Linked DNA regions of Mus musculus: regions 1, 2, 3, 4, 5 and 7 are each linked to region 6. Evidence: chromatin contacts called from public Micro-C and promoter capture Hi-C data. All regions are on one chromosome and are shown on one strand. The core of a region is the stretch at or near the end of the contact, and the rest is flanking DNA. Distances in the headings are between cores, read along the strand shown. Region 1 holds the start of Map1a (microtubule-associated protein 1 A). Region 2 holds the start of Catsper2 (cation channel, sperm associated 2). Region 3 holds the start of Jmjd7 (jumonji domain containing 7). Region 4 holds the start of Ckmt1 (creatine kinase, mitochondrial 1, ubiquitous). Region 5 holds the start of Ehd4 (EH-domain containing 4). Region 6 holds the start of Cdan1 (congenital dyserythropoietic anemia, type I (human)). Region 7 holds the start of Trp53bp1 (transformation related protein 53 binding protein 1).

Region 1 (3,210 bases), core at 270-2,769, 560 kb after region 6:
CCACTCTTTATGATTGTAGTAAAGGCCTGCACATTTTCCCATGCCATTTTCCAGATTCGGGTTTGCAGCTGGCAGTGTATGGGAAGAGGCACCCTACCATCTGATGTCCTGAGAGTAGTTTTCTTGTCTCTGCTACAGAAAGGATTTTCATGGCATGTCCAAAGTACTTACAGTATGGACTGGATGGTTAGGTATAGTATGTTTCAAGATAGGGCTAAGATTTCTGTGAGGTACTTAACAGTCAGAACGTGGTTCACTGGCAGGCTTGAGGTATCAGCTATTACCTCTTTTCTATCCTTTTAAGGAGTAGGATTTCATGTGTGCACATGTGAGTGCAAGAGGACAACCTGGAGTGGTGTCCCTCAGACACCCTTTTCTTCTTTGTACTATAGATACCAGGGTCTCTCAATGGTATAGCTGGCCTGCGAGCTTCCAGAGATTCATCTGTCTCTCCCTCCTAGTTACCATCTCTGCGATTCCAAGTGCTCACCGCTGTGCCTGGCTTTTTTTTACAGTTCTGAGAACCTGAACACTTGCTTGCCAGGGAAGTACTTTACCAACTGAATCATCTCCGTAGCCTTTCTTCTCTTCTACCATCTCCAAAGTGCAAGGTAAATGGAAGAAAAAGCAAGTATAACTGGAGCCTAAACACAGGCCTTCTCTCTGATGCACACAACAGAATGACTCAGGGTAAGATCAGCTGTAGTGGTGGAGAGTCTTTGAAGAATGGGGAGTTGGGGGTTCAGCAAGAGAAGGGGAGAGGAAGGAAAGGAAGGGATGGAGAGAAGGAGAGGGAAAGACAGAGAATATTAATTCAGTTCTGTACAGTAATTACATGGTCTCCTAAATTTATCCACTGTGTCACATCCCTAGTAGCTGGGAAGTCTTTCCTGGGTTTTACTCAAATACTCTTTGCTGCAGTCTGAGCTCATTGCACTCAGCAAATATGGAGACTAGCCAACCACTATCCTTGGAATAACTACTCTCCAGGGACTCAGGGTAGGAAGGTCATCCTGTCCCCTCCAATACTGCGCAGCCTGATTGACCACGCCCGGAGCTCGGGGCAAGGACGGGGAAACCCAGGTTGGTAACCTAGACCCTGGCATGCAGCGAGGCGGGGGGAAAAATAGAGACAACGATAATTGCCAGATGGAGACCACGATAGAAACCCCGAGACAGCGAAGGGCAAGATGGCTCCCCAAGGTTCGAGAGAAGCTGCGGAACTGCCTCCCACACTGTGCTCAACGCAGACACAGCCTAACTAGATGGATGTTGTTCTCGCGCCTTGGACTCCGCCCTCGGCTGGGTCTCGCAGAACCCTTACCCTGGCTCAAGTCGGAGAGGGGCACTTGGTCAGGAAAACTGCAGGTGGATGACTGCAGCCACCACCCATAGCGGCACAACCACCGCATCCCCGCCCCGCCCCTGCGGCGCTTCAGCCCCGCCCCTAGAAGGCAGTGACCAATGAACGGCTCCTGCCGCCGGCCTTTAAGAACCGCGCGCACTCTCCCCGCAGCGGACGCAGCTAGCCTAACACTCCGCGGGAGTTTCCATGGCGACCGAAGCCGGGACCGCGCGGCCTGGCAGCGTTGCCATGGAGACAACTCCGGAGCTGGGGCTCCAGAGCCTCGGTGCACCGCCAGCTCAGAACCCGGCGGAGCCTCTTTGCGAGGCCGGTGCCGCGGTAGCGGCAGCGCGCTGGGACCTGCGGAAATACTCCTTGCTCATCGTGATCGGCGATATCGGTACAGAGAGTCAGCTGAGGGCCGTGCGGGCCCACCTTGAACAAGGTGAGCCGCTCTCCTGGCTTTTACGCAGTACTCCATCCATGCCTCTCCGCCATCTGCATTCATCTCCCAGTGCACATTTCTGTCTCCTCTATCTCTATGTGCACTTCCCGAAACCTGCGACCCTGTCACCTGCATCTTCCATGAATGTGCCTCTGTCCTCTCGAGCTGCCAACACCTTGCTTGCCCATCCTTTCTGCATACCCCATTCTGTTCCGCAGTGTCCCGGAGCAGGAGCAGGAGAAGCTCCGTGGAGACCCTGGGGTCCCTCTGGTCACACCCCTTTCCCGAAGCCACTGGACCATATATCCGAAAGTCCTCATCAGACCCTGAAAAGTCCATGTCCCTACCTTACAATTTCTTCTTTAGGGGAGGTTTTTGAACGCGAGGTACACATCTCAAATCTCTGAATGCTGGCAGCCAAGTTTAGAGAGTGACCTTCGTGGCTCTGCAGCTCACCTCCCTCAGCCGTGCCTGTGGCGCAGTGCTGCGGAGCCACCTGCGGGTGGAAGCAGGGGATGGAGGCAAGGGAGGGGGCATAGGAGAATCTAGAATCTGATTTAGCAAGAGGGATCATTATGGAAACCTACAGTATATGGAAATAGACCCTTGCGTGTCACTTCTACCGTAACTGTTTTGCCTTGAAAAACAAAAACTCCAAGCTCATTTATTAGTAAGCCCATTCTAAACTCTGCTCTTTGCCCTCTGGAAAGGGGAAAAAGCAGGTACTAGCTATCCTTCTTGGAGGCATCACCTCCCATTTCTTTCCTCTCCCAGGAGCTTGGCAATGCTTTCTGTGGGTGACTTTGACTAGAACCCTCTTATTTTTTTTCCCCCTTTTCTTTTACAGGGATTCTCTCCTGGAATATTGACTTATCATCCTTTGACTTGAACCAACAGTTGAGACTCTTCATTACCCGGCACCTAGCTCACTTCTCCTCAGAGGTCAAAGGTTAGGACTAGGGTTATTTGTCTCAGTCCTTTGGGTCCAGTATCCAGGCCAGAACTGGCCTTATGGGAGGATTGGGTAGGTAAAAAGGGAGGGACTTTTGATGGCTCCACAGCTATTTACACATGCTGTGGATAATGCCCAGTACACACTGCAACCACTCAATATGATGGTAGAGCATAATTTTGTCAGGAAAAACGTTGTTGTACACAGCAGCTGACAAGCACTAAGAAAGTGATCAAACCACTCGCAGGTAAAAGCTTTTCCTCTGTGTTCCCTTTCTGCATACCCCAGCTTTCTTGCTTCTCTTTATAAACATCCCAGAATGCCTCATTCACCTCCCCAGACCCTTATTTCTCACAGCCCACCTTCCAGGATTCTTTTCTGTTTCCTCCTGGCTTAGCCAGCAGATCTTCAGAGCAGAACAGAAGGCTGCCACCTAGGGCTGATCAGATCAGCACCCAGGGAGCCAGG
Region 2 (3,567 bases), core at 345-2,844, 680 kb after region 6:
GCAAATGCTCTATGAGCGAGAAAGTGTCAATGAGCTTTGAACGGATAGCATCAGCTCTGAGCAGCTGGAAATGTCCTTGTTCTTGTGCCATGTCTGTTAAGAAAGTAGAACCAAGGATGTCATGCTTAAGAATTATACTACAATTAGCAGGCTCTCTCCTCCCCCAGCTTCTTTGCCTTTTAGAGATTCAAGAAGCCCACACAAAAAAAGCTATGAGCAGTTAAGAATAAACACATTGAAAGACTCAAAGGTATTTTGTTGTTGTTCGGTACGGATTTTGTTTTTCATCTAAGCAAAAGACATAAAAGTCATAAGAAGCTAGGCAGTGGTGGTGCACGCCTTTAATCCCAGCACTTGGGAGGCAGAGGCAGGCGGATTTCTGAGTTAGAGGCCAGGCTGGTCTATAAAGTGAGTTCCAGGACAGCCAGGGCTGCACAGAGAAACCCTGTCTCGAAAAGCCAAAAACAACAACAACAACAAAAAAAAAACAAAAACAAAAGTCATAAGAAATATCTTCACAGCTAACTAAATATTCGGGTTATTTTCACTTTCTGACAGCATTTGTAATTAAACACTTCTTTTTGAAAATTAGGCTTAAATGTTAGGCAGGTGGCCCATGGCTTGGATCCCAGCGCTCTGGAGATAGAGGCAGGCAAATCTCAGAGCTCAAAGACAGCCTAGTGAAGGACAGCCAGGGCTACACAGAGAAACTATCTTGAAAAACAAACAAAAATCAGTTTAAAAGGCAGGCAGTGTAGACAGATATTCCAGTCTCAAGAGGATGGTGGATCTCTGTTGAGTTCCACATTTGCCTGGTCTATATAGTGAGTTCCAGGGCAGCCAATCCTCCTTGCCTCAAAAAAAAAAAAAAAAAAAAAAAAAGGTGAAAGCTGAGCCTGTGCCTATTAGTACGTAGTGCACACTATCAGTCTCAGCCACTCGAGAGGCTGAGGCCAGAGGATGGAAAGTTCTAGACCTTCGCGGATTACAGTATGAAGTCAAGGCCAGCCTGGACACCTTGGTGTGAACATGACTCAAAAAGTCAAAAGAGGACTAGGGATGTAATCCAGTGTTGGATCACTTGCCCAGCAATGTGCAAGGTTCTGGGCTCAATCCTCAGCTACCCACCCTCTCAAACAAACCAACAAACAACAATGGGGGGGGGGGGAGCAGCAGGCAGGGAGGGCAGAGGCCTAAGGCTGGACAAAGAATACAGACCTCACGTGGACCTGACAAAGCAGGATACGAGGTAGGGCAGCGGCAGGATGTAGACTTACTACGCCCTATAATTGGACAAAGCAACAGCCTGACATTTGGAAAACGTGTCGCGGTGCGCTCAAGTGCGTGCGCGCCCCAATGCCCCGGAGGGAGGGAGCCGGACAGACAGCTCAAGCTCCCCTCCAGCCCTTTCGCGGGCCTCACTTCCGCCCACTCAGCCCTGACTTCACCCCTCCGCCTTCCGCGCCGGCGCCCAGAGCTTCACTCCTCCCCAGCGGGTGGCGCTCAGGGCCGCTCCGGCTTCGCTGAGCCCCCTACTTCCCACCGACCCCCCGTCCAGGCCTCCGCCACAGCCAGACCGGCGGGCGTTCGCCTAAGCGTCCGCCCCGCCTCGCCCCGCGCGCCCGCCAATCGGCAGTTACCAGCTGTTCCGCCCGCCCGACGCTGCGTGACGCAGCCAATCGGCGGCTGCCACACTGCGGGCCCCGAGCAGGCCTAGGGGGTTGGGACCTCGGCAGCGGGTCTGCCCGGGCCAGACGCGCGAGCGCAGGCAAGCGGCTGCAGATTGCGGGCTCTCCCATCTCATTTCTCCGGTCCCGGCCCTCCGACCGCGACCCGCCGCCATGCGCTTCAGCTGCCTAGCTCTGCTCCCGGGCGTGGCGCTGCTGCTCGCCTCGGCCCGTCTCGCCGCCGCCTCCGATGTGTTGGAACTGACGGACGAAAACTTCGAGAGTCGCGTCTCCGACACGGGCTCGGCGGGGCTCATGCTAGTCGAGTTCTTCGCCCCCTGGTGAGGCCACTTTGCGGGATCAGGGCCGGAGGACCGGCTGGGCGCGGGAGCGGTTGGGCCTACGCAGCGCGGGCGCCCTCCACTATCTAGCAGGCCTGGCTGCGGCTGCCTCATTGCCAGTCGGTGGGGAACCGGGAGGCGCTCCGCCCGGGGTGGGGGGTGGGGTGAGGACGAGGTAGGGTGGGGACGGGGGCAGATCCGGAAAGCAGAAAGCCTAAACTCCAGGGTAGGGCCACGTCCTTACCTCCGCGTTCTTGCAGCACTTCCTATGTGGAGGGTTCTCCCATCCCCTCCCCCTCCGGTCTATCTTTCAGTATCTAGGTGAGTCAGTGTATGTGTCCCCAGGTCTGCAGACAAGGCTGGCATCCCAAAGCCTTCAGAGAGGAGGCAGAGGTCCTCTTTTAAGTGGTGAGGTTCTGGGGTTTTTTTTTTTTCTCTTTTTGTCTCCACCCCATTAGAGCCATTGGTTTCTAACCAAGGTCACTCTGTAGCTGCAGAAAGATCCTAAGTGCTTTCTTGAGACAGGCCATTAGTTGGTTCATGGCATGGCTTACACTATTTTACATTAAGCTGCAGAGGCCTCTTATTAAAAGAGTAAACCAACAAGAATTATTTCACTAGGACCTATCATAATTTCAGTATTAAATAATTCTAGAAAATGATAACATTCTGGATAAGAAAGTTACCACTGCTTAACCTAAGAAAAGGGTAAGTTCTATCGAGTGGGTGTGACCCCAAATAAAAACTTTGCTTGGGAAGGGAGAGCAAATAGGATTTCTAGTTTTGTCACTTAGAGTAGTGGATAGGATAATTTACCAATTATTTATTACAAGGGCATACAGTTTAGAGGATGTCAATATTTTTTCCCTCCTAGCACAATGACCCTTAATTCAAACCTGTTCAAAAGTATCAGTAAGACAGAGTGTGATAGTTACACTGTAACTTACCTTTGCTTCTGACCCAGTGGGATTGTTAACATCTCTAGCTTCTCTGACTTAGATGGTCACACTCAAAAGTCCTGTAGTGAAGACTGCCTAAAGAGGCAGGAAGCAAATTGTGTTTCAGTTCAGGCTTCTGTGGTTGACAGTCACATTGATTACACATTATAGATAGCATCTATATGTCTCTAGAATTCGTGTTCTCTCCGAATTTATCATAGTTACATAATGGTGCTGTTAACTGAGGGGGTGTCGCTTGGGTCTGGCTTCTTTGTCTGAAGGAGGTCATACAATTGAAGAATTGTGGGCTCTTACACAATTAGAGTTTTTAGTCAAGGCTTTGGAATATGGTTCAGTGCTTGCCTAGCATGTCCAATCCCCATTGAAACACACACACATGAGAACATATATATTCTTAAGAAACAAGTCTCTGTACACTCTAGGCTGACCTCTTCTTACTCTAGCCTCTTTTTTTTTTCTTTTTCTTTTGAGATAGGGTCTCCTATTGCCTAGTTAGCCTTCATTTCATGATCCTTTTATTCTGAATGCCCCAGGCACCTGACTTCAGACTTGTCTTTCTACTAAAAATTGTTGTGCCTGCTTTCCACAAGACTACATATC
Region 3 (3,600 bases), core at 315-2,814, 700 kb before region 6:
AGCCCCCACATTCCAATCCCATGTTCCCTGCAAGAGAGCCCTAGTGTTTTTTCTGGCCCCATCCCTTTTCCCCCTTGTGGAGCTAGTTGTGGGATTTTTGCTGCAGGACAGTGAAACCCCTCTGCTGGGCAGACAGCAAAGCCTGGCCTACTTTCCTCAGCCCCTTAGGCTTCCTTGTTCTCTATCCCTGGTCCCCAGCAGACTGTTGAATCCCTGGGGACCACTTTCTCCCTACATCCTGGGCAATGCGCAATCAGAAACCTGTATTGGGAGTACCCTTATGGTTTACAGGGCACTGGCCCACCTTCCTAGAACCTTGGCCACACACACACACACACACACACACACACACACACACACACACACACACACACACACACACACACACACACACAAATCATATGCACAGTTGAGTGCTCATTTTAGAACACTTGCCTGGCTGGTATGCACCTGGTTTCCTCACATTTTTGCCTCAGCGTCACTAGCCTGGATTAATTGGAATTCTGATCCAGAAACACAAAAAGGGATGGGTACACTAAACACAAAAAGGGATGGATACACTAGACTGAAATTCTGGAGTTGTGGTGTCCACAGCCAGGCTGACCGGAGATGGCCTATGGGTCACCTGGCTCATGGAGGAGGCTCTTTTCAAAGGCAGTATTGAGTGCCCAGAAATACTGGACACTGGAGATTGTGGAATGAAGGCACTGGGCAAGAGACCACTGGAAAAGTAATAGCCGGACAGGTAGGTGGCAGAGGTAGGGATAGAGTTAAGGTAACGGTTAGAGAGTAGCAAAAAGAGAGAGAAGCTGTATGTTGGAAGAAGTGGTGAGGTGGTTGCAGAATTGGAGTGAGTATGTCTTTGGGCCTGGGCCCTCCTTTCCTCTGCATCAGGGAAGGCAGAGTAGTGACATTTCACCAGGTTTAGATAACACAAACCTGTCGAAACCTCAACGCCACTTCCCAGCTCTGAATGCAGAGGCTAGCAGGAAACTAGGTTTAATGGGTGCTTAGCTTTGTTGGTTCAACCTGAGTGTTGAGTATACCCAAACCATGTGAATACCCAAACCATGTGTTCCCATTTTTCTACCACACGCATAGTCAAACTCCTAGCCCAAAGAACCGAAGCCACTTGAGGTGGGCCCCTTGGCAGTGTGGGGGTTAGAAGTCGGCCCACTGCCCTGACCTCCACCAGGTTTTAGAGGTCTTTATGCCAGCCTGCCCTTCTAGAGAAAGCGCCACTACCCTGCATGGGTGGGGTCTTGTGGCCTGTGGCACTTTGTCCTCTTCTGCATGTCTGAGGCCACTGGCAATTGCTGCCCATGTCCAGATTTGTCCTATCCCAGTTTTGAAAGCCCCTTATTTATAACTTTTATACTGTGGCGCCTGTCTCCTCCCCGGCTGTACGGGGTGGGACTGTTTTAACGTTTCGTTTGTACGGATGTATGAAATTGTCAATAAACACAATCATTTGTTAACCTGCTAGCAAATTCTGAGAAGAGCGCCGCTTGTTGCACCTCCTAGAGGGCGGAAACGGGGGCGGGGCTGCGATCCTGGAGCGGAAATAGGGGCGGGTTCTTGTCCCGCGGCCGTCATGGCGGAGGCGGCTCTGGAGGCAGTTCGGAGGGCGTTGCAAGAGTTCCCGGCGGCGGCTCGCGGTGAGTGCACTCTCACAGGCAGCAGCGACCGCGCGAGGACAGCGCGGAGGGAGCCTGGGCACCCTGGAACTCAGTGTGCATGAGTGTCCGACCGGTGGCCACACAGTTTTGTGTGTACCCTTCTTTAGCTGGCGGACGGCTCCTTAGCTCAGGATCGCACGCCTGGCTGCCTTCGTGGGGTGCAGTTGTAGTTTTCAAGACCCAGCACAGCTCTGACGGTAGTCATGGTGCCATTCTCAAAGCCAGCGGGGTGCTGAGTCCCCGTGCGCTGCCATGCTATACTTTCACCTCAAACATCTCGGATGCTGGTGGGTTCTGAGGAGAGAAGCAGGCGACTTCCCTCGTTCATTCAGACTCCAAGCTTTGAGGATTGTAGGCAGCCGCCCAGTTGATCTTGTGTGTTTCCTTTCTTCTTCCTCTGGTCCTCACTACCCCATCATTAAACAAGCTGGAGAGATGGCTAAGTGGGTAGGTAAAGCTCTTAAGCACATGATGATCTGGGGTCACATCCCCAGCACTAACAGAAAACACTGGGTGTGGTGATGGTGGACTTCTGATGGGATTCCAGAGGTGGGAGGGAAAGGCAGGAGGACCCCAGGGGCTCCCTGGCCTGCCAGCTTAGCAACTGCTGAGCTCCAGGTTCAGTGACTTTGACTCAGAAAATAAAGTGGAGAATGGTATACACCTAATGTCAACGGCCTCCACACATGCATACACAGGCACACACCACACATGCGCACACCCACACACAGAGGGAGAGCAATTGATCAAGCACAATTTTGTCAATTTACCGGCTGTGTCACACACAGGTGGTTAGAGCAGTATTCTCAACCTATGAGGTCGAGACCCCAGAGCAGTCGCATGTCAGATATCCTGAACATCAGACATTTATCTTGTGACTCATAACTAGTAAAATCACAGTTATGAAGTAGCAACGAAATGATGTTACAGCCTAGGGTCACCACAACATGAGGAACTGTCTTAAAGGGTAGAGCATTAGGAAGCACTGCCCTGGAGGACGGTTGATGGGTCAGCTAAACCCTCAGAGCGGGTGTGCCTGCTATATCCAGGAAGCAGTGTGGACTGAGCTTGGAGCAGACTTTGTGTTTATGTTTATTTTTGTCAGTCAAATTCTTAACAGAATTGCTGGGTCAAAGGAATTGTTTGAAGTTCATTTTGAAGCTTTAGGGGAGAAAAACACCCACCCTCTAAAGGAAATGGTGAGCAAATAAAACCAGCATAATTATAGAAAACCCAAAGGCTGGAAAAGGGCAGGTTCAGGTCAGGTGATGGTGGCCCAGCACTCAGGAGTCAGAGGCAGGAGGATCTCTGTGGTTCCAGGCCAGCCTGGTCTGCAGAGTGAGTTCCAGGACAGCCAGGGCTACACAGAGAAACCCTGTCTCGAAAAACCAAAAAAAAAGAAACATGAAAAAAATACACAGGGTCAGGTAATGATAAATCTGTGGAGAAAAACTCGGCAAGGAGATAAAGATTGTTCCTAACAAGTGACAGTTTAAAAAGGGATGGTCAGGAAAAGAAGCCTGACATTGGACCCAGAGCACCAGAGGGAAAGCAAAGGTAGTTTTGAGAGACAACGGGTAGAATCAACAGGACTTAAAGACGCCCAGGCCCAGGGCCGGATTGGTATGGGGCAAAGCAACAGATACACACTCATACACACACAGGATGGCCTTGAGCTTGCTGATCTGATACTCCTGATGCCACCTTCCAGGTGATGGGTTTACAGATGTGAGCCTCCACATCAGTTTACACAGAGTCACTTAATGTCTCCATAGGTGTCACAGTGCATAAGTGTTGGCCCTAGATGGCCAAGCACGCTGCTGCTGGTCCGTGAGAGCAGAGCTCACTTCAGCCCCTACCTGTCTTCGAGTGTTGTCACTGGGCAGTTGCCTCCCTGCATAGACAGATGAGCCGTAAACTT
Region 4 (3,420 bases), core at 669-3,168, 630 kb after region 6:
CTCCAACCCTGGGAGCGAGTAATTACCGCAGCTCCCAGCTGTAAACAGCCTCCAGCGACCCCACTGGCATACTGAGCCTCACAAAGAATTTAAAAAGTGCACAAATCGATGAGCCCTCTTGGAAGAGCTATTGTTTCCCATAGGAAGGCATTTTCCAAATTTGAATGACTTCTCTGTACCCTGGCTGCCTTTACTTCTTCTGTTAGCCTCTCTTCCCACACCCCACCTCCTGAACACCTTCTCAGCCAAATAATAGCCCAATTGCTCTCGAAGACTATCTCCTCCTTTTATCTGGGTAAATATACACCATCCCAAGTAATTATATTCACTTACTCATACCTACTCCTTAACCTGGATAATGAACACCCACAGCACAGGTAACATTTTTTTTCCCTCTCCAAAAATAAGGAAGTTCCACCAGTAGATCTCTATTCTTGGAAAATGTGTTATTTTACCAAGAGAAGAGGCTTAAGTAATGGAGCCAAAAGTGAAATGGATTCTTTCTAAGGATACTCACCAATGAGAAAGGTCAGAAAGGAGACATATGGGGTGGGGACTTGAGGGAAATAAAGGAATGTATATTAGTTGGGCCAGTGGGGATTATGAAGGGTAATTCTTTTTCCCAAGTACTTTCTTACAACTTCCAAATATCTTACTGTCTTCTGGAACATCAGGAAGCTGAAGGTAGACATATTAATGGCAATATGTCTGCTTTGCTTTGGCTGGCCCTCCGCACCCAAACCTCAGGTCTCTATCTCAGCTTCAGCTTTCATTCCCCTTCCTGCACTAATAAAAGTCAAGTTGCTCCTAGCCCAGCACGTAGCTGTGGAAACAAACCCTCTTGAGTCTGAGTATGCACTTCGCAAAAGAGAGAGCGGACCAGGAAGAAGACAGAGACTCCCTGATGACCTTATGCCCTTGGATACTACCAGCCTTCACACTCCAGATTAAACTGCCTTAGCAAGCCAAGAGAGGAAGCACGAGTGGTTCGGGAGACCTGTGCCTGCCTGTTCCATTCCACACCCAGTCATCTCACCACACCCTCCTCCTCTCTTTATATTCCCCCTCCAGTCCAGGAACTGCCAGCTGCAGAGAAGAAGGAAGAGAAGGAAGAAGAAACTCACCATTCCCTGCCCAACCCCAGCCCCACACCCAGAGCAATCAACAGGTAGGCTTTCAGACACTACTCAGGAAGAGTCCTTCGAACAGCAAACAGATTTAAGCCTGGAAAAGAAGAAGAGAAATAAAAGATCAAAGGTGAAGCAGGGGTTAGAGTAGAGGAAAAAAAGAAAAAAAAAGCAGGTCCCCAATGAGAGGCAGGAAATAGCCAAGCTGAAGACTTGGAGGCAGTGAGTTTGGGAGACAGAATAGACAGGATAAGAGCCAATAGCTTTCTGATTCTTAAGGGATCCTTTCTCAATCTTATTAGGAAAGCATAGGTGTAGCTGGGAGTTCCCTGGTGCTCTTCCTGGTTCTTAGGGGAAGGTGACCTTGAGGCTGTGCTGTCTTTCCCCTGAGCTCGCTCAGTCTTCCTCCTCTATCTGTTTATTCTGTGGTTTTCCTGCGGCTGACTCTCCTGGGGAAAATGGAGAGATGGCGTGCAGATCGAATTCAGAAAAGAGGCTGGGCAATGTCAACCTCCCCACCCCCACCCCTAAAACCCAGAAAATAGACGGATTGGGTTTCAGATTTAAACAGAGAGGGTATGAAAGAAGGGGGGTTTCAGGTTCGGGAATCCCTGTGGTGCTGTCCTCTACTTAGTGCTGAAATCTGACCACCCTCATCCTTGGTGGGCGTCTGTCTCCAGCCTCAGGGAGTAAATCTCCGGTCTTCTTAATTACCTGGCTAGTGCTACCCAACCCCACCCCCGCACACCTAGCGCGGTGGCAGGCGGGAAGGCGGAGCCTGAGTGAGCCCCACCCCTGGAGACTGCGGCTGGGGCCTCCCTCTGCTCTGGCTGGCTCCTTGCTTCGCTGCGCTTCTCCTGCAGCCTGGTAGGCACCGGCTGCCACTTCAGCTTCAGCCTTCATCGTGACCCCTATTTTGGCTCCAGTCTCCGACCCAGCTCCGTCCTCTCTCTACCCGGTTGCATCTTCCCTCCTAGTTCCTGACTTGCGCCAGATCCTGCTCTGAATCTTTGTAGCCGCATCCCCAAGCCATGGCTGGTCCCTTCTCCCGTCTGCTGTCTGCCCGCCCTGGACTCAGGCTCCTGGCTTTGGCTGGAGCTGGGTCTCTCACCGCCGGGATTCTGCTCCGCCCGGAATCTGTAGGAGCTGCCGCTGCTGAACGGAGGAGACTGTATCCCCCGAGGTATTAGAGCCTGAGATGCACGAGGTGGGGGCTGGGGGTGGTAGTGGTGGTGATGGGAACCGAACAGGTAGAGAGGATAACCTGAGCAAAAGATAGGCCTCGAAGATGGATTTCCTGTACAGTTTGGAGATCCTAGCCCTGTAATGGAAGAACATGTCTAAGGACATGTCACCCGATGTCACTGCCTCCACACCAGCTTTACCTTTGCAAATTCTAGGTTCACCCACTGCCCAAATCCTTTTTGGATGACTAGAAGCTTTTTTTTTTTTTTTTAATCTCGACCTATTCTCCTTGTTCTCCCGAATTCTCCTGAGTCTCTCCCCTCCCCCATCTCTAATGTTATGCTCACTAGAGAAAAGCAACTCTGTAGACAAGGGGGAATTGAGGTGTTAGAACTATTAGGAAAGAAAAGACCCTGGAAATCCCTGAAGAGATTATCAAGATTTAGCCTACCTCTAATTCCCCCTCCTTCCAATAAGCAAAGCCAGACATGGCTCACTGGACAGCTCCCAGCTGACATCAGTAGGTCTAGGCTCCTGTGCCCTCCCTCCATGGTTACTGGGTACCCCCTTCCCAGCGCTGAGTACCCAGACCTCCGAAAGCACAACAACTGCATGGCCAGTCACCTGACCCCAGCAGTCTATGCACGGCTCTGCGACAAGACCACACCCACTGGTTGGACACTAGATCAGTGCATCCAGACTGGAGTGGACAACCCTGGCCACCCCTTCATCAAGACTGTGGGCATGGTGGCTGGAGATGAGGAGACCTATGAGGTAGGGGGCCCCTCAGAAATCCCAGTTCCTTCCTCCTAAAGATCCCTCATGTCTGTTCCCTCAAGACTCTGGATTGTCTATACTCAAACGTTCTGATCCAGTGATATCAATCTACAACTCAAGTGTTTCTTCTTTATAATCGCCTCTTCCTCTTAACTCCTTTTCAGGTATTTGCTGAACTGTTTGACCCTGTGATCCAAGAGCGGCATAATGGATATGACCCCAGAACAATGAAGCACACCACTGACCTTGATGCCAGTAAAGTGAGCCAAATGTGACACTTCCGATATGTGCAGCCTTGTGCACAATGTTCTGTATCTCCAATCATTACACC
Region 5 (3,551 bases), core at 419-2,918, 580 kb before region 6:
ACCTTAATGTACCACCTGCTTGCCATTTATTTTGTTTTTGTTTCCTAGGTTTTGTTGCTGTTCTTATTGCTGTTGTTTTGAAGACGGTCTTTTGTTGTCTAGTCAGGGTTATCCTAGATTGCGTTATGTAGCCCAGGCTGGCCTGGAAGGCAAAATAACCATGATCCAGCTTCCCCAGTCCTTGGATTACAGGCAAGCACCATCTCAACTAGCCCTTTGCATCTGTCAGTTACTGTAATATTTCTAGGTTCATTTCTGAGTTAACATATTCAACACTGTTTTCAGCTAATTTAAAAGCATTACATGAAATAATTTCAACATTATTTTCCCCCTCTCTTCGTTCACATTTCAAACTACAGTGTATTGCCTTTGTTGAGTTCATTCACAGTGTATCTACAGGCCTGGATTTAACATATTTCTTGTAGTGACAACTTTTCTATTTTTTTGGAACTCTTTAGGTCACAGGAGGGGAAAAAAAGGAGGTCATACCTAAAAGAAATGGCATGTCCCCAAGACAGATGCAGTTTTCTGAACACCTGTTGAACATCAAATGATGATGAGTGTTCTAATTCCAAAACTCAGGATCCAGATCTTAAATGTTCAGTCACTTTGCTTCGTCTGATAAGGATTTGAACGTCGATTCTTCCCAAAGATAGGGAAATAGACGCCTCATTTAAAAAGCAGTCCGTTTCATTGTAAATTATTTCTCATCGAGTCACTCTAGAGGAAGCTGTGTGGTTGGAACTGCAGGGCAAGCCGGTTATTGCTTCCGGAGACAGAGTGACCGTGACAAATATTTTCAGTTTGTCAAGGGTGAAGAAATGGAAACTAGCAAACAGTAACCTGACACTCCCCTTCAGTCCACAGGCTGGTGAGGCAGCTACACTGTAGGCTAACTTCCTATAGACCATAAAGCTGGATGATAGCAGCCCCGCCGCTGTGGCGGAACGTGGCACCTAGGGCATGGCAATACTCCTACTGTGGCATTCACTCATTCATTCATTCGTTCGTTCGTTCATTCATTCTCACTGTGCTGGAAGGTTACCTCTCCACCTAGGAGCCGCATTCCTTCATTATCACTTTCAGCACTAGGTTGCACTAATGATGAGCCTTGCCTTCTCTCCCTTTCCTGCACTCCCAGGCCAGGGTGACAGGCTCAAGGAAGGCCTTGGCAACAGCAAGGAAGGGGCTCGCAGCGCGCTGGGGGCCGGTCTCAGGGGAGGGAGCCTTGGGAAACGGGACCCGGGAAGGCGACGGGCCACCAAGCTCGGAGTGTAACCTGAGGGCAGGCCGTGCGCTAGCGGAGGGGTAGCGAGCCGACGAGGCAAATTACCTGATGAACGTGGTCTTGCCCGTGCTGTACTGGCCCACCAGCAGGATCATGGGCTTGTTTTCGAAGTCGGCGTCCTCCAGCGCTGGCGAGTGAAACTCGTGGAAGCGGTACGCCTCCTCCAGCGGCAGCACCTTGCGCTGGTACAGAGAGCGCAGGCCGCCCGTCACCGTCTGCACCGCGTCCATGCCGCCCGAGCGCTCGCGCCCGCCAGCCTGCCGCCCCATCCAGCTGAACATGCTGCCGCCCCACAACTTGCCGCCGCCGCCGCCGCACTTCAGTAAGAACCCCAGAACCCGCGTCGCTCGCTCTCTGTGCCCGACAGTAGCTCTCGCCGCCGCCCGCTCCTGGGTCCGCCCCCTGCCGCAACGACCAATCATCAGCCGCTGCGTCACGGGCGCGCGCTCATTATTCAGCAGCGATCTCAGGTCCTTCCTCATTGGGCGTTTGCCAGCGACTGGGTGGAAGCTCTAGCCAATGGAAAGGCGATCCTTGAATTATTGATGACGGCATCGGTCTAGAGGGCTGATCCCGGAGAGGGTGTAGTCCAGGCGGGGTGACACAGGCGCGTCTACCCGGGTACATCCTTCTGGCCAGGTGGCGTTGGCTTCCGGGCAAGTCTGAGCTGGCAAGAATGAACCACCGGAGGCTGTCCTCCTGGAACTCGACTCATCCCAAGTCTCCGGACGTGGATACTGGGGACAGAAAACTCAGAAAGTTGACAGACAAGTTCCTTTTCCTGGGGCAGGTTATTGCCCTGTTTACTACTGTCGAAGATACTCAGGCTCACCGATATAATTGGCAAAAATTGGAGAGAAAATGGACTTCAATCTATTTGCGCAGACACTTCTGCCTCCATTCAACTCTGGATCAATTAAAGGCCTCTTTCTGCTAGACACTAGTAGAAATAATTGACCATCACCTGTGTATCCTAAGCGAGAAATAGTGTTAGCGCATTTTCAGTGTGGCCAATGAGGCCAGCTGCATAGGAATAACCCAAGAGGCTTGTTAAAATGCAGGTCTCTAGTTCTTGATACAGACCCACCAAATAAAATGTTGAGAGATGCAGCTCAACAAATGCCTGCAGATGATTCTTGTCTGCATAAAGTTTGGAGAAAGATTGTGTGGGAATGACTTCTTGAACTTGGTGGAAATGCAGAGCTGATTCAGCAAGTAGTTGTAAAATTGCATTTTAAAGATCGTTCAGGTGTTGCCAGTGCAGCAAGGGTGGTTTTGTTGTTGGTGGTGGTGGTGGTGGGGTTTGGTTTGGTTTGGGTTTTTTATTTATTTGTTTATTTTTATTTTATTTTATTTTATTTTACTTTTATTTTGATTTTTCAAGACAGGGTTTCTCTGTGTAGCCATGGCTGTCCTGGAACTCATCTGTAGACCAGGCTGGCCTCGAACTCAGAAATCGGCCTGCCTGTGCCTGTGCCTCTGCCTCTGCCTCTCTGCCTCTCTGCCTCTCTGCCTCTCTGTCTCTCTCTGCCTCTCTGTCTTTCTCTGCCTCTCTGTCTCTCTCTGCCTCTCTGTCTCTCTCTGCCTCTCTCTCTCTGCCTCTCTCTCTCTCTCTGCCTCTCTGTCTCTCTCTGCCTCTCTCTCTCTCTGCCTCTCTCTCTCTGCCTCTCTCTCTGCCCCTCTCTCTCTCTCTCTGCCCCTCTCTCTCTGCCCCTCTCTCTCTGTCTCTCTCTCTCTCTGCCTCTCTGCTTCTCTGCCTCTCTGCCTCTCTGCCTCTCTGCCTCTCTGCCTCTCTGCCTCTGCCTCTCTGCCTCTGCCTCCCAAGTGCTGGGATTAAAGGCATGCACCGCCACTGCAGGGCATCAAGGGTGTTTATGACAGCTTTGTTCGTCACTAAAACTTGGAAACAACCAAGATGGCCTTTAGTAGGAGAATCACTAAACTATGTATATCCAGACCAAAAGCTGCTGTCTCTAGGAGGTGAACTTATTAGTGAAGTTTCTAGCTACAAGAACCAGATATATCTACATGCTAGAAACAACAATTGGACATTCAAGTAGAAAATCTGCATGCCTTGGAATAGCACCCAAACAAAGAGATGTTTAGTGCTAAATCTAAATAAAATGTACCAGATCTATATGCTGAGAATCAAAATATATTTCTAAGAGAAATGGAGACCTGAACATACTGCCCATACCTACCCTGTTCGTGGACCAGAAGACTCAACATTAAGATACAAAATTTTCCCCAATTCGTTTAATGC
Region 6 (3,217 bases), core at 157-2,656:
GGAGGAGATGTCATGATTAATCAGCCTGGCTTTACCAGCGACATTCACATTCAGGTTCTGCCAGAGAAGACATCAACAGCCCAAGAAGCAAACCCAGAATCCCGAAGGGAGAAATCAAGTTCAGGAAAAATCCCTGCAAGTCCCGCATAAGGAGGAAGTTGACATCCCAGGTGGCGGCAAAGCCATACCGCGCCTTCCTGAGCATCTCCCGCTCCTCTTGCAGACTTCTGCACCCTGGGGGAAGGCCAAGGCCCCAAGGGCTAGTGTCCAGGGTTGAGGGTTGGGAACTGGGGACACAGCTGATTGGGGGTGAGGTGAAGCAGGTCTTGGGCTTGGACAGTGACCGCTCTTCGCTCACCGGAGTTGGGTTGATCCTTCGAGAAGGCTTCGTTCTGCTGAGAGTAGTCACAGTTTTTTGTTTTTTTCCAATTTTCTATCTTCAAGCATCATTCCATCCATAACAGTTGGGCCCCTTTTAAACCCTCCCCCATTGTGGTTTCTTCACCCTCAACCTTCTAACCATCGCGCACTCTACTGTGGGGCACCAAGCTCGGCTTTAGCGAACATCTTGCAATAAGGACCGATTCTCACCCTGCAGAGCCCGGAGGAACGGTGCCTACGGGAGGGAACTCCTCCAAGTTGCTGAGGTTTGGCGGATCAGAGAGCGACAGTCTGGGGCTGCCAGGGCTGCCTGAGCCCTTAGGCTTCCGGCCTCCGGCCCAAGGCGGGCTCTCGCCACTCGCCCCCTCCTCCGCGGCCCCGGAGCCCCGACCGCCTCGTTCGCGGGACGGCCCCGGTCCCGGACCCCGCCTGCGGCCCGCACGGCGGGCCAGAGGTGCCTCGGCGGCGGCGCTGAGGGGCTCGGCTGCAGGGAAAAGCTGGCTGCGCGCCCCACGGCCACCCCGTGCCGGGGCCCCCTGCCTCGCTGGCAAGGCTGCCGAGGCGACTGGGGTCTTGGCGGGGGTTGAGGGGCCCTGCGGGAGGACCCGGCTGCTCTGCTCCCTCAGGAAGTTCAGCAGGAACGGCACGAATTCCTTCCGCAGAGGCCGAAGTGCGCTCAGAGCGGCCACCTCGGAGCTATCCTGAGGAAGAAGCAGAGGTCGCGGGGCGAGAGCGTCAGCTGACAGCGCGGGCCGTCAGCGGCTGAGGCCGCAGGGTGGGCGGCCCGGCAGCGGCGCGCAGAGGAGCGAGCGCCCTTGGCGCGGGCCGTCAGGCAGGGCAGGCTGGGAGAAGGGACTGAAGCATCATCCCCCGCGGGAAGCACATTCCAGGCAGGCTTGAGGGCGTGTCCGCACTGTTACCTCCGAACTCGGGGTGCTGCGCGCGATCCACCGCACGGCGGCTGCGACCGGCACCTCTTCGCGCAGCAGCGACTCTAAAACGGCCGCCATCCCTGTGCAGGCGCTCTGAGGCTACTGAGCAGGCGCACTCGCGCCACGGGCAGCCGGGAGGGGCGGAGCCGGCGACCGGGATCGACCGTTGGACGACGGGGCGGGTCCTTGAGGGGTGGGGCTCTGGCGGCCCGGGAAGATCTGCCCAGCCAGCCAGGCCTGCAGGGCGGCGAGGCGCCTTTCTCTGATTTCCTGGCCCCTGGAGCAATGTGATAAGATGAACTGCCTGAGGAGACCCGGGTCTGAAAGAGGGACCAGACAGGAAAAGTGACCAACTCTAAGAGACCAGCCTATGAGACCAGACACCTGTCATAAGCACAGCCTTAGACCATGACTGTAGAGCTTTTTGAGTCACTCCCTCCTCAACCAAAATAAAGTGAGTAACCTTGTGTTTTGACCTTTTTGTTTTTTCTGAGACATGATTTCTCTGTATAGCCTGGCCACTCTGTAGACCAGGCTGACTTCGACCTCATAGATTATCTTGCCTTTGCTTCCGGAGTGCTGGGATTAAAGGGGTGCGCCCGGCCTACTTAGCTCCCCACCCCTTCCCCTCTTTTACTCAAAAGGCTGACTCTTTACCATTGGCCAACTTTTTCATCAACTGACAATTGAGGACAGAGTTCATGCTGAGGCATGTTATAAAATCATCAAATGTCCATCAGACTTGTATTGAATCCCTTACGTATTGTATTAAAGAGTTTACAGCAGGGGAATATCTCAACTTCTTTTACTTGAGAGGTCAGGATTCATGATTAGCTTCTGGAAGAGTATGGCATTCCTAGACACACTCCCCCGACCCTCCTCCACACACACTGGCTGGTTAACCCTCTGGCTACACTTCCTGTCAGGTCCCTTATTTTGAAAAATATAATAGGCTTTCGGATGATACTCCTTAGTAAAAGGAAAGAAAAAAAAATCAAGATATAGGATCTATAGTTTCCTCCAAAACAAAGTAGCAGTGTATTGGCCCTGTGTTCCTCTCATTCAAAGGAAGACCACTTGGTGATAGGCAGTAGATGGAGCAGGAATCCCTCTAGCATACTGCCAAGGAGAAGAAAAGGGAGTTTTGAAAACTTAATTCTGTGCTGGATTTAGTGGATGCTTGCAATCCCAGTGCTTGGCAGGCAGAGACAGAAGAATATCAAAGTCAGCTTGAACACGCACGTCAGACCCCTGAACCCTGGTGTTCACCTAGCGTCTAAGTTAGCCAAAATGGCCTTCTCTTGGTTGTCTGTCACTTCTGTAACACTTTAGTAGTTTAGGAAATAGTTTTCACTTTTTGAAATCCAAACCATCACACAAATAGCACTAAAGTTTGCATGCGGACTGAATGTTTTATTACTAGATTATAAAAATAAAATACAAAATAATTTTAAAACAGAACTTAAAACACTGTACAAAGCTTTAATATGGTACAAATGAGAAAATTAAATAAATAATTACACTTTTATGTACAGATGGCCTATACAAAAGCACTGCATGTTTTTCAATACTCTATGCCCATGGTTGCCTGAGCAAAAACACATAAAGGGAAGATGCTTGAAGGAGAAAGGATACAATGTAACACATTGAAAAGAACTTCAAAGAGCAATTTCGCATCTCATTAAGAGGAGGACAGCAGAACATTGACTTATTTCTCTTGTTCAGTAAGAGAATTCGGGTTATGACTAAGTTTGATAACATTTGCCAGTAATAATTTATGAACTCATTATATCTAATACAAAATGAGATGTGCCTCCTTTTCTGAAAAACTTGGAATCTGTAAATAAATGATCTGATTAAATAGATGCCATTTAGGAAAGGTGTCAAAGGAGAATGAGAACTGT
Region 7 (3,690 bases), core at 983-3,482, 540 kb after region 6:
TATTTTAACATTATGAGCCTCATGAAAGTTATCCAATGGTCAAGATGAGCACACTAGTTTTCAGACTGATTAAAAGTACACATTTCTTCGTGAGGGAAAAACGTATGTGCAAATACAATATAACACACTGCAGACAAAACACTCTAAGGTAAAGCACAGTTGCAGACATGTCAGGCTAACATCCCTCTCTCTTAACCAGAGCCTCAGCCTCCTCCTCAAGGCTACTAAGGCTGTCTGTGTTCTTTGACCAAAGAAGAACCGGGCAGAAGCCTGAGAAACAGAATAGTAAGAAAGAGAAGGAAGGGCTGGCTCTCCCTGAACATAGTAAAGCTTTAATGTCCCTGCCCATCAGTACCCCACTGGGGACAATGTCTTTACTGCACAGCTGCTTAAGGATAGAATTAACTTAAGATTATGTCAGAAGTCAGTAGCAGGCCTAACACAGAGGACACCACCATCCTGATATGCATAAGACACTGTAAAACTTGAAAACTCTTTAGGGTATACATTACAATTTGAAGTTGTAGGAGTTGAACGAAGTGTTACTTCACAAAAGAGATCCCAGCTCTCAGTCCTAAAACAGAACTACCTATAGAATCCCCAAATCCCACTCCCCAATTCACAAAACAAGATTAATATCTTTATCTTTGGGATGAATCAGCAGGTACAGATAAGAGTCGATCGAATAGTAAATTGAAATCAACTCCTTTGACTGAAACAATAGTTTACCTGCTTGTCCTGTTTGGCTGAGGTAACCGTTCAATGACCTGACTGATGGAACCACTGGTACCCAAATGAGAAGACTCCACAGGATCTGAAAAAGACAGAAGGAGGTGGATATTAGCACAGAAGACATTTGCCATCAAATTTTAATACAAATTGAGAAATGGAGGCAACACCAAACTAATCACGGGTATCCAAAGGCTTACTGAACACTAGATAACAAACTAGGCTTCCTTACACATAATCTCAACTGCATGTTTAAATCGTTCTGCCCCCACAGGACCTTAAACACTGCAGAGAGCCAAGCCTTCAACTGCTCACCTGAAGCTTTCTTTTCTTTCAGATGTTCATTGAATGAGCTATTACTGTCTCCTTGTTCTACAGCAGATTGTTCCGGATTTGATACAATATCCTAGAAAACATGAGCACATAAGATCCTCACAGTACACAAAGTAGTACAACAGGGACCTTTCTGTGGGTGAGAACACGTTGATTTCATTTTTCGTTCCCCACCAACTTTATCCAAAAGCTAACAATCAACTAAACACGTTAATTTTCTGGGTTAGTTTGGTGTAGGGGGGTCAGAAAAAAATAATAACTTGAACAGGGCATCATCACTCACTCACCAACACGGGGTTCTCTTTGTGCATCTGCAGATTAGGAAGGTGTCGAGATAGCACGCTGAAGTGAGAGCCTGCATCTTCTTCCAGAACCTGGCTTTCAGGCTGAGAATCTTCTATTATCAGGCAAGGAGTGTCTTGCTGAGAGAAATCTGAATCCAATTGACTTCCAGTAGGGTCCATCTGCTCCCCTGGAATGGAATAACAAAAGATCAGTTCGAAGAGTAACCCTATTGAGCTTTCCACACACAATCTGAGACTAAATAAAGGGGCGGAAGTGTGAGATCGAGAAAGGGACCATTCTAGGGCTACCCAGTAGCCCACATTTGCAATCGCTCTTAGCACTTTCTCAGCCATCTCCCCAGCCCTCATTTCTCCGTTATTTACCACCGCGCCTCTGGATCCTTCGATCTCCCCCTCCCTCCCTCCTTTCTCTTCACCTTCCCTCAGACACGCTTCCTTCCTCACCTCTTCTCCCCGCCCCTTTCCATCCCCCACACAACTCTCCCCGCGTTCTGACGCCACTGAGCCCCGGGAAGACCTCTTCGCAACCCCGGCGGGCGGGAAGCCCACGGCCCTCATGCGGCCTCAGGACCACCGCGGCGGCTGCCTCCCCACCCCCTCCCCGGCCCTCCAACCCCGTCCCCGTCACCGCCGCCATGCTTGCCACCCCGCCCCCTCCAGGCGGCCAGCCCTTCAAGCCCGCCACCCGGGCCTCTGCGGCCCGCTAGCTCGGCTCCGCTCGCAGCACTACCTGGCATCCCGGCGAGAGGTGCCTCGCGCTGGATCTAGAGGTTTCTGCACGCTGCCCAGGCCCCTCCAGGTCGATCCCCAGGTCGCCACTGTCGCCACCGCCGCCACTGGCCGCGAGCTCCCCCTTTTCCCGTCACGTCACGCAATATCGGATCGCCCATTCGCTGCTGTTGTCTGCCACTCAGGAAATCCTATGGATGATAGGTGGCTGAGGTGAAGTGCCCGCCCCCAGCGTAAGAAAAGGAACACGGCGGCGTGTTTCCATGGTAGCATGGACGTCGCAGGCCCTCCCCCTAATACAGCCAGCATGACAGTATCCTTGAACCGAAGGGACATTAAGAGGGCATGAAATAAAAACCCCTGCCTGAAGGACGGGGGTACTCACTACTCACACTTGAGGGCTTCGGCCCCTTCACTGACTTCCGTGGAAAAGGAGAGTCTCCTGGATTTTCAAAGAAAGGGCAAAGAGGAGGAGAATTGAGGAGAGCTAGTACTTCTGAAATGGTGAAATGGAAGAGAAGCCTCTGTGGGGTTTGCCAGTGTCGATCAGGATCCCATTTGTAGACCTCTGCCTGAATTTAAAGGCTTCCGTTTTCCCACTCTATGTCTCTGGCAGTTTTGATTTTGTTGTTTTATATTGTCTTCGTGTTCCCACTCCCTTTCAAGCTTCCCTATTTGTCTCTCTCTGCCCTTTCTTTTAGGGAATTGCAGCAGCCCCAGACGCTTTGCACCTCCCATTGAACGAACTGAGCATTGTAATCCTCAAACTAGAAGCAAAGAGAACAGCTGTCACCCCTACTAACTCAATGACCTAAAGGATCCAGGCCCAGAGATTTAATTATCCTAATCATGGTGTCAGGGTCTTATAAAGGGTGTGGCAGCTGTGACAACTATTAATGAACTGAGCTCAAGATACATATGTGGTTTCACTGTCATTTTAATTTAAAGAGCCGTTGGATCTGGGCTAGAATTCTAACCAAGCAGCTGTCAGGAGGGAAAGCACCTAGCACAGTGCCAAGAATATACATAGAAGGCATTAAAATGGAGGCGGTTTTCTCTACTCCAGACTCAGAATTATTTAGGCACAGCCCATACATGATTCTCAACTTCTATAAATGCCCAGTTTAGCACTTGAAATAAGCCAAGCTTAGAGAGGAGCATCCTACCAGCCAATCTCCTCTCTGCTGCTATAAATTACAGTGATCATATTCTCCTAACCCAAAAATCAAAGCATGTTGTCTTCATACGCATTACTTGTGGGAACAAAAGGATCAGCTTAAACGAAATCGCTCTGAAAATTTTAGGATCTATTGTTATAACTAAAATTCCAATCCTAGAATGTTTTACAAGTAGAGCAAAAATGACCCAAATCACAGAGACACATCTTACCTCTTAATCCTAAAATCATTCATGATTGACTCCTGAGTTTCTCTACTGAGTACTAGACATCAAATCAATGCAATCAAAAAAAAAAAAAAAAAAGACCCCACCTCAAGCCGACCTCAACTATAGCAGAGCACTAAGTGTATCAGTCTGCTTAGCTTGAGAGGAAGGAGACCAACTAGGTCTAAGACTGGGCAGACTGAGCTGACTC

Evidence for each region. Promoter capture Hi-C pulls out the DNA fragments that hold promoters and counts their contacts. Hi-C and Micro-C count contacts between places; a contact is called where the count stands out from the background. Capture Hi-C pulls out chosen DNA fragments and counts their contacts.
Region 1: a promoter capture Hi-C map of liver shows a contact between it and region 6, with 3 times the contacts expected there. The contact joins the promoter of Map1a here to the promoter of Cdan1 in region 6. A contact is called at or near these places in 5 of 39 promoter capture datasets (the 3T3-L1 cell line, hippocampal neurons, liver and 1 more), 1 of 484 Hi-C or Micro-C datasets (embryonic stem cells), 2 of 115 datasets of contacts at active chromatin or transcription factors (embryonic limb bud and large pre-B cells) and 2 of 9 other capture datasets (adipose tissue and liver).
Region 2: a promoter capture Hi-C map of liver shows a contact between it and region 6, with 3 times the contacts expected there. The contact joins the promoter of Catsper2 here to the promoter of Cdan1 in region 6. A contact is called at or near these places in 4 of 39 promoter capture datasets (erythroid cells, hippocampal neurons, liver and 1 more), 1 of 484 Hi-C or Micro-C datasets (embryonic stem cells), 1 of 115 datasets of contacts at active chromatin or transcription factors (kidney) and 1 of 9 other capture datasets (pancreatic islet).
Region 3: a contact with region 6 is called in a promoter capture Hi-C map of liver, with 2.5 times the contacts expected there. The contact joins the promoter of Jmjd7 here to the promoter of Cdan1 in region 6. A contact is called at or near these places in 2 of 39 promoter capture datasets (hippocampal neurons and liver), 2 of 115 datasets of contacts at active chromatin or transcription factors (cardiomyocytes and double positive thymocytes) and 1 of 9 other capture datasets (liver).
Region 4: a contact with region 6 is called in a promoter capture Hi-C map of liver, with 5 times the contacts expected there. The contact joins the promoter of Ckmt1 here to the promoter of Cdan1 in region 6. A contact is called at or near these places in 7 of 39 promoter capture datasets (embryonic stem cells, fetal liver, hippocampal neurons and 3 more) and 2 of 115 datasets of contacts at active chromatin or transcription factors (large pre-B cells and pancreatic cancer cells).
Region 5: a Micro-C map of embryonic stem cells shows a contact between it and region 6, with 5 times the contacts expected there. The contact joins the promoter of Ehd4 here to the promoter of Cdan1 in region 6. A contact is called at or near these places in 1 of 39 promoter capture datasets (hippocampal neurons), 1 of 484 Hi-C or Micro-C datasets (embryonic stem cells) and 1 of 115 datasets of contacts at active chromatin or transcription factors (embryonic stem cells).
Region 7: a promoter capture Hi-C map of pre-B cells shows a contact between it and region 6, with 3 times the contacts expected there. The contact joins the promoter of Trp53bp1 here to the promoter of Cdan1 in region 6. A contact is called at or near these places in 3 of 39 promoter capture datasets (liver and pre-B cells), 2 of 484 Hi-C or Micro-C datasets (embryonic stem cells and pre-B cells) and 3 of 115 datasets of contacts at active chromatin or transcription factors (astrocytes, bone marrow-derived macrophages and pancreatic cancer cells).

Annotation. Positions count from the first base shown.
Region 1 is chr2:121,288,083-121,291,292 of GRCm38.p6, forward strand. It overlaps Map1a (microtubule-associated protein 1 A), which reads left to right and starts at 1,520. Exons shown (of 7, transcript NM_032393.2): 1 at 1,520-1,790; 2 at 2,638-2,739. The coding sequence starts at 1,553. It also overlaps a transcript of Trp53bp1 not described here.
Region 2 is chr2:121,412,198-121,415,764 of GRCm38.p6, forward strand. It overlaps Catsper2 (cation channel, sperm associated 2), which reads right to left and starts at 1,595. Exons shown (of 13, transcript NM_153075.3): 1 at 1,219-1,595; 2 at 1-93. The coding sequence starts at 91. It overlaps Pdia3 (protein disulfide isomerase associated 3), which reads left to right and starts at 1,705. Exons shown (of 13, transcript NM_007952.2): 1 at 1,705-2,008. The coding sequence starts at 1,842.
Region 3 is chr2:120,025,919-120,029,518 of GRCm38.p6, forward strand. Jmjd7 (jumonji domain containing 7) reads left to right here and starts at 1,565. Exons shown (of 8, transcript NM_001114637.1): 1 at 1,565-1,658. The coding sequence starts at 1,595. It overlaps Mapkbp1 (mitogen-activated protein kinase binding protein 1), which reads left to right. Exons shown (of 30, transcript NM_011941.3): 30 at 1-1,485. Gm28042 (predicted gene, 28042) reads left to right here and starts at 1,565. Exons shown (of 27, transcript NR_104353.1): 1 at 1,565-1,658.
Region 4 is chr2:121,356,692-121,360,111 of GRCm38.p6, forward strand. It overlaps Ckmt1 (creatine kinase, mitochondrial 1, ubiquitous), which reads left to right and starts at 1,919. Exons shown (of 9, transcript NM_009897.3): 1 at 1,919-2,310; 2 at 2,888-3,086; 3 at 3,254-3,349. The coding sequence starts at 2,159. Gm33947 (a long non-coding RNA gene) reads right to left here and starts at 2,128. Exons shown (of 2, transcript XR_374934.4): 1 at 1,491-2,128; 2 at 1,124-1,224.
Region 5 is chr2:120,152,907-120,156,457 of GRCm38.p6, forward strand. Ehd4 (EH-domain containing 4) reads right to left here and starts at 1,669. Exons shown (of 6, transcript NM_133838.4): 1 at 1,334-1,669. The coding sequence starts at 1,569.
Region 6 is chr2:120,730,111-120,733,327 of GRCm38.p6, forward strand. Cdan1 (congenital dyserythropoietic anemia, type I (human)) reads right to left here and starts at 1,407. Exons shown (of 28, transcript NM_026891.2): 1 at 1,302-1,407; 2 at 592-1,082; 3 at 189-395. The coding sequence starts at 1,391. It overlaps Ttbk2 (tau tubulin kinase 2), which reads right to left. Exons shown (of 16, transcript NM_001024856.2): 16 at 2,706-3,217.
Region 7 is chr2:121,269,175-121,272,864 of GRCm38.p6, forward strand. Trp53bp1 (transformation related protein 53 binding protein 1) reads right to left here and starts at 2,233. Exons shown (of 28, transcript NM_013735.4): 1 at 2,098-2,233; 2 at 1,350-1,534; 3 at 1,045-1,135; 4 at 730-814. The coding sequence starts at 2,104.